Regions from separate parts of the Mus musculus genome. Here region 1 is linked to region 2. A link is a contact called in public HiCAR-type data. All regions are on one chromosome and are shown on one strand. Each heading gives the region's core, a stretch centred on a gene start, on an enhancer-like site or on the middle of the called end of the contact. The rest is flanking DNA. Distances are from core to core; before and after follow the strand shown.

Region 1 (3,058 bases), core at 543-3,042, 3.0 Mb after region 2:
GCTCGGGGTGCTACTTTATTCTGCTTTCACCCGAGGAAAACGGTCCCCTCTATAATATCCAACCCTGACCTCCGGGGTGGACCCAGCCGCAACTTCCCTGGACATTTTGGGTCTCTGGGACAGGGTCTGGTGGGAGGGCCGCAAGCTGACACAGGAGAGAGGCTGGAAGACGCCCAGTAGAGAGGCTGGGCGGACGAGGGCGGGGCCATTTGTAAGGACCAATCATCGGGAGATACCACGACCGGGCCGCAGTCGCCCCGCCCCACGGGCTCCAACCTCTGCGGCCCTGTTCCGTCCTTTGAGTCACTGCATCCCCTAGTGGCGTTGAGGTTTCTGCAGCCTGGGTCCAGAAAACACTGCCCGGATGAGCAAGGTCCGAAAGAGACTTCGGGTGCACCCCAGGGCAGTGTAAGAGGTGTTCCCATTCCACCCTCCAGGGCAGAGAGCTTGGCTTTAGAGGGTTACTGGAACTGAAGGCGTCATCCCCTCTTCATTTCTTTACCCCATAATATTTCCCACTTATTCAAAACTTGGATTCCCGACAAGCCCTTTCTTAAAAGTTCCAAGTAACTTCTTCTATTCTACTGTGGAGAAAAGCCATCAATATCTACCTTGAAGCCAGTGGAGTGCGGGGAGAGGGAAGGTGCGTTCTTTTTACAATACAACCCTTGAAGAAGACAAAATTTATTTAGAAATGTGCCCTGCGGGCTTGGGTTTGGAGCTTCTCCTGACACCCCCCCCCCTTTTACATCTGATCTTTGACTGAAATCAAGGCTGAATTTCTAAATACAAATTACGAAGATACCTTTTTTTTAAAAACGAGTCTTCCCTCCCTTCTGAGTTCACCCTGCACCCCTTGGTCCCACGTTTATGAGGGCGGCCCAGTCTTAGAATATCGATTTTTTTACTTTCACTCTTTGACCAACCCATCTCTCCTGGGCCAATCAAGCTGCCAGCATCTCTTCCAGCTCACGGCGCTCTCAAAACCTTTTAATTATTTAGTTGCTGTCTAACATTCACCGGAAACCATTCCATAAACAAGCAGAGAAGACCGCACACACATTTTTGCTAAAAGGCCCGGGATTAAGATCTAGAATGAGAGTTTAAAAGGGAAAAATACTATTGCTGTATCACTCATGAGTTGTATAAGGCATCAGTCAGCCAGTCCCTAGTTCACAGCTTCGAGAAAAGTCTCGAGTAAGCATATCTCTTTGGTCCCGGGCACCGAGATGTAGATGATAATAATAATAATTTTTTTAATGCGCAAAAGAAATCCTTCTGGAGACAAGAAAGAAAGCTGCTGACGCCAAGAACTGAACATGTTAGTCTATACGGCTTAGAACGTATTTTTAAAGACTGAAAAAGAATATACTTCTGAAAAGGATGGCTTCCCTAGTAGGGGCGCCTCTCTAATAGATGTAGTAGTGGGGATGGAGAGGATTATTCGTCTTAATTCAATCACCAGAGGAGCTAGACTGGATGCAAAGACACTCCCCTCCCTTGGAAAAACAAAATATCTAATAGGCCCCTCCAGGTCTGAGGTAGTTTAGGGTTGGCAGAGAGGGGTAGGGGGCCTGAGGCTAGGCGCCCCGGGCACTGGATCCAGCCTGTAGGGGGTATTTAACATGTAATTCCCAGCCGGTCCGCCCCTGTTCCCGGACTGACAGTGGGTAATTGGGAAAGAGGACGTTGCTCTTTTGATGGCCCGCGCCGGCCAGTCTCGCCGACGCCACACTGGGTTTGACGTCACGGGCCGGCCCCAGAGTCAGAAACACAGAGCAGGGGAGGGGGAGGGAAAAAGAGAGGAGGGGGATACCGGAGAGGGAGGGCCGAGGTCGGCTCCGAGACCCACCGGGAAGAAGGGGGAAGGGATCGAGTCCGGAGAGGCTGCGGCGCGTGGCCTGAGGCGGAGAGCTGGACTCCGGGGGTCTGGGCCAGGACAGGCGCCGGTCTGACCCGCCTTGCTCGCAAATGCAGGCCGGGCTTCCTCTTCCCTTGGCGGGTGGTGGGGGAGGGGAGGGGGCTTGAGGCCGGAGGGAAAGGTGGTCCCAATCCTTCAGTTCCAGAGAGCTACAAAGCTGATCCGGGCCTCGTTAAGGGACGTCTGGGTGCCCCCTTAAAGACCTGGGGTGCCACCACCACCACAACCCCAAGGCACACCGGGTCTGGCTCGGTGTACCGCATTCCCCTTCTTCCCCTGGAGCATCTGGCGGAGCTGGGGGAAAGGCAAGAGAAAGCCATCAAGGAGAATGCTGTTGCCGCTGCTGCCTGGAGTCTTTGGCTCCTGCAGTTCATGAGGCCTCTCTCTATAGGGTAAGGGGCTGACGAACGCTACGGTTCCCTGGGGACTCAGCATCTGGAGCGGAGCAGGCAAAGGCTCAGCTAGAACCGGGATCTGGGGCTGTTGTACTTGGATAGCCGGAGTCAATTTGGCCTATCTGAAAACCCAGGCCTTGAGGCTGCTGCTGGAGGCGTCAAGTTGAGCAGGGTATGTGTGCCCTCTTGGGGAAAGGGTAAGAAATGGATCTGACTTACTCTATGCGTGGAGTAAGCTGAGACACCCCTCACCCCCCTACACACACACACACACACACACACACACACACACACACACTTGCCCATCCTCAGGTCCCTCCCACTCGCCTTCACTAGGGCGACCCCATCCCTCTAGAAGTAGACACAACCGGTCCCCTTCAGAATTTGGAAGCCCTGATTGAAAAAAAAGGTTTAGCGAGTGATTGGGCCTCATCACTTGGGGCCATGGACCCAGAAGGTAGAAATCCACCCAGAGTCAACAACCCGAACCTGACTCCGAGAGAGACCAGGCGAGCTCCGCGGGGCCGAGATGCGAAAAGATGCTACTTTGGGGGTCGCGGGGGTGGGGGGGTTGTTGAGCGCAGCCCTCCAGAGAGTGACCTGCAAAGCCAAACCCCGGGGGTCGAAGTACTATAGTTACTAATCCTGGGCAGGGGTAGAAAGCGTGCCTCGGAATGCCTAGGGCTGTCATTTGAGCGTGTTTACTTAGGGACTTTGCACGCCGAGCGCAAGCGGAATAGTA
Region 2 (3,234 bases), core at 387-2,886:
TTTCCATATTCTCTCCTACAGTATTTTCACCTTAGAAACCAGTTTATCTTATGAAATGAAGGGCATCCGAATACACGTGAAATACTTGCCTTTCATAGAAATGCAGTTTGTAAGAATATAAACATCAAATCAAAGATCAATATATTCCATCGAAACCTTTCACTTAACAAAGTAACAGAACAATAGTTGGTGACCAAAATTGGAAAGGCAAAAGTTCTTATTCTTGGATTTCTAAACTGCTTGTCTGTGGATGCCAAAGGGGAAGCTAAAAACTAGGAATACTGATTACTTGAGCATTAAGTATGTCCTTCTTAACTTCTCTTTTATGCTACATTCCCTAGGTCCAAAAAAAGGGAGCATTTAAAATCCTCGGCGGTAAATACTGTAGAAGCAGGTCTGATCAACAAGGCATTTGCCACAATGATAATAGTATTACAAGCATCCTCAATCAATAAGTTTTCTTTCTGTAGTTAACAGAGAGGCAAGCCATAAATCTCTAACTTAATCCAGCCAACATAACTGCAAAATGCAAAAAGCTCTGAGAACGGCAGATAATAAATTTTTAAAAGCATAAAACCACAAATAAGCAGACCCAAAGCTTCCCTCTGATAGTCCACACAACAAGATTATAGGAGATAAAAGGGGGTGCTGGAAAAAAAAAACAAACAAACAGAAAACCAGCCCCAGACATGCATTAAGCTAGTTTGACAGCTCCATTGTTCCACCGGTCCCATTGTCAGACCCAAAGATGTATTCAGTGCTACAATGTCTGCTAGCAAATAAACAAAAGACTGCATTTTTAAAAGCAGGATGCCAATTCTATCATAATTCTCTCTCCGCTTCCCAAAAGGTCAGCTGTGTCTCCTTCTCGGTCTATGATAGAACCCCACCACCCATGCAGGAAGCAGGTATCTGCTTTCCCGCACAAGAGGACCCAGGACGCCATGCATGAACAGAGGTCTCCAAACAGGTACACATTTTGGCAAGCAGGATAAAGTGATCCAAACCTGATAACACGAGAGGACTATTTAGGTGTCTAAGTCCAGATTAGAGTGGTATTTGGAACGCAAGTCTAATATGGAGTCTCCTCAGCTCCTTTTTCGATGATTATTCCATGCAGAGTGCATAATAATGAAAGAGGCTTAGACATTGCAAAGGAAAAGACGAACCAACAGCCAGATTCGGAACCCTTAAAACATCCACTGGCTGCTCATAGGTAGCGGGGAGCAAATGCATGGTCTGCTTTCAAAAGACAACTAGTACACACACAACTCCCTCACAGCAGTCCTTCTCCTTTCTCTCCCTGGCTTGCTCGCTCTCCCTCCCAATCTCTTGGTCTCAATTTCATTTCCCTCTCTCTGTTTAGATTCTTTTTTCTCTCTCTTTCTCTTCTAAGATAAGGAAGCTGCTTGATTCAGGGCAAGATTGGCGTCTCCACCAGCTCTCAAAACTAGAAAAGCCTATGTTAAAAACAAAGGACCCAACAACATACCTTAAAAGCAGCTCCTCATTTCTCATAGTAACAGCGGATTTGGGACAGCGCATGCTTTCTACACTGATAGTCTCAACAAAAGCCAGTTCAGAAGTGCGCTCAAACATCAATGCCACAGTCGCTATTCACTAATGCGCCCCCTCTCCTCTCTCTCTCTCTCTCTCTCTCTCTCTCTCTCTCTCTCTCTCTCTCTCTCTCTCTCTCTCCCTCTCTCCTCTCAAATGCTGAATAGTACAGAAAAGGGCTCCTGCAGACTCACTGGGAAGAAATAATCCTCTCCGACAAGTTATGTTATCTAGGCATGTTTTTGCACTGGTGTGCTGTGTCTTCTAGAGAGAGCTTGTTTGCATGCACTCAAGCCTGGCATTGGATCTCCTAATTACCATCTTAAAAACTGGGAAGATTTTAAGCAACTCAGTGACATGTGATTTCATATATATATATATGTGTGTGTGTGTGTGTGTGTGTGTGTGTGTGTGTGTGTGTGTGTGTATGTTAGCAAAACCAATCTCACAGCACAGTTCACTATCAACTATCAGCAGAGCATCCCAGAGGACTGAGATTTGAACAGGTCAGTGTGCTCAAAAGGATTTTTGCCTCTCTTTTCTGGGACACTGCATTCACAGTTGGATTCATCTGTTCCTCTCCTCTTGTCCTTAGAAAGAGTGACAAGGTCAAGACCCTCAGCCTCACCCTGGACCATAGATGCAGAGAACAGAGGCTAAGAAACTGGGAAGTGTTTTAACTCTCTGTATGCCAGAGTTCTTATAAATTAAGAGCTTCATTCACCAGAATCCAGGCATCAAAGCCAGCAGGCAACACAAAGATTGTTTGGTCGCACTGAATGCGTAATTGACAGATACAGCAGCTTCATTCCTGAAAGGCTAATGAGTGGCTTTTTTTCCCCAAAACAAGAAAATTTGCTACTCTGCTTCACTATATTCTTGAGCCTTTGAACATAAAGTGGACCAGAGAAAATACACATTCCCCTTTCTGTTTCTTTGAGTAGGAATCATTCCATAAATAACTAGGAAGTCAAACAGTAAGTTAAGCACACACACACACACACACACACACACACACACACACACACACAGAGAGAGAGAGAGAGAGAGAGAGAGAGAGAGAGAGAGAGAGAGAGAGAACTCTATGGACTGCACACATAGTCATCCAAAAGGGCAAGTTCGGACGTCACTCCAGGGGATGCACACTGACCTTGGAAGTTGGGAAAACCCTCACTTTCTATGGAATAACCTAGAACATTTCAAAACAGACCTGAGTCAACAAAGACTGGTGTGAATCCTGAATGCTCACCCCATCCTATATCGGCACAAAGTGTATCTTTCCTAGTAAAATTCTGGACTTGAAATATAACCGGGACTAAGAGTGAAGAAAATGATGGTGGGTTTTGTTCTCCCCCATATTTGAGGACCTTAAATAATATACCCAGTATCTTGTAAGATCTCTGACTTTTGAACTTGGTCTTATCCACAGTCGGGAGATCTGGGGAGAGTGTAGAGGGAAGAGTTCCTCAGGCTCTGCTACACAACATTCCTGACTGGTGCATCCTAGACTATGGAAACAAAGAAAGGATAGACAACTGCCATTCCCATTTCTACACATCACTAAGACATGGCAAACCACTTGACAAAGATCAAGTCCCAAAACAAGAGCCTCATCTTAAGGACAACTCCATCATCCCAGGTCTTTGCTTCATTACACGATATGAAAATCACCAAGTG

The links. HiCAR-type assays count read pairs that join an accessible place to other places.
Region 1: a contact with region 2 is called in a HiCAR-type map of astrocytes, with 4 times the contacts expected there. The contact joins the promoter of 4930412O13Rik here to the promoter of Celf2 in region 2. A contact is called at or near these places in 3 of 39 promoter capture datasets (cranial neural crest, embryonic stem cells and pre-B cells) and 2 of 115 datasets of contacts at active chromatin or transcription factors (astrocytes and embryonic stem cells).

What each region holds. Positions count from the first base shown.
Region 1 is chr2:9,879,454-9,882,511 of GRCm38.p6, forward strand. 4930412O13Rik (RIKEN cDNA 4930412O13 gene) reads left to right here and starts at 1,793. Exons shown (of 5, transcript NR_024257.1): 1 at 1,793-2,226; 2 at 2,313-2,488. It also overlaps a transcript of Gata3 not described here.
Region 2 is chr2:6,883,360-6,886,593 of GRCm38.p6, forward strand. Celf2 (CUGBP, Elav-like family member 2) reads right to left here and starts at 1,637. Exons shown (of 14, transcript NM_001110228.1): 1 at 1,493-1,637. The coding sequence starts at 1,599.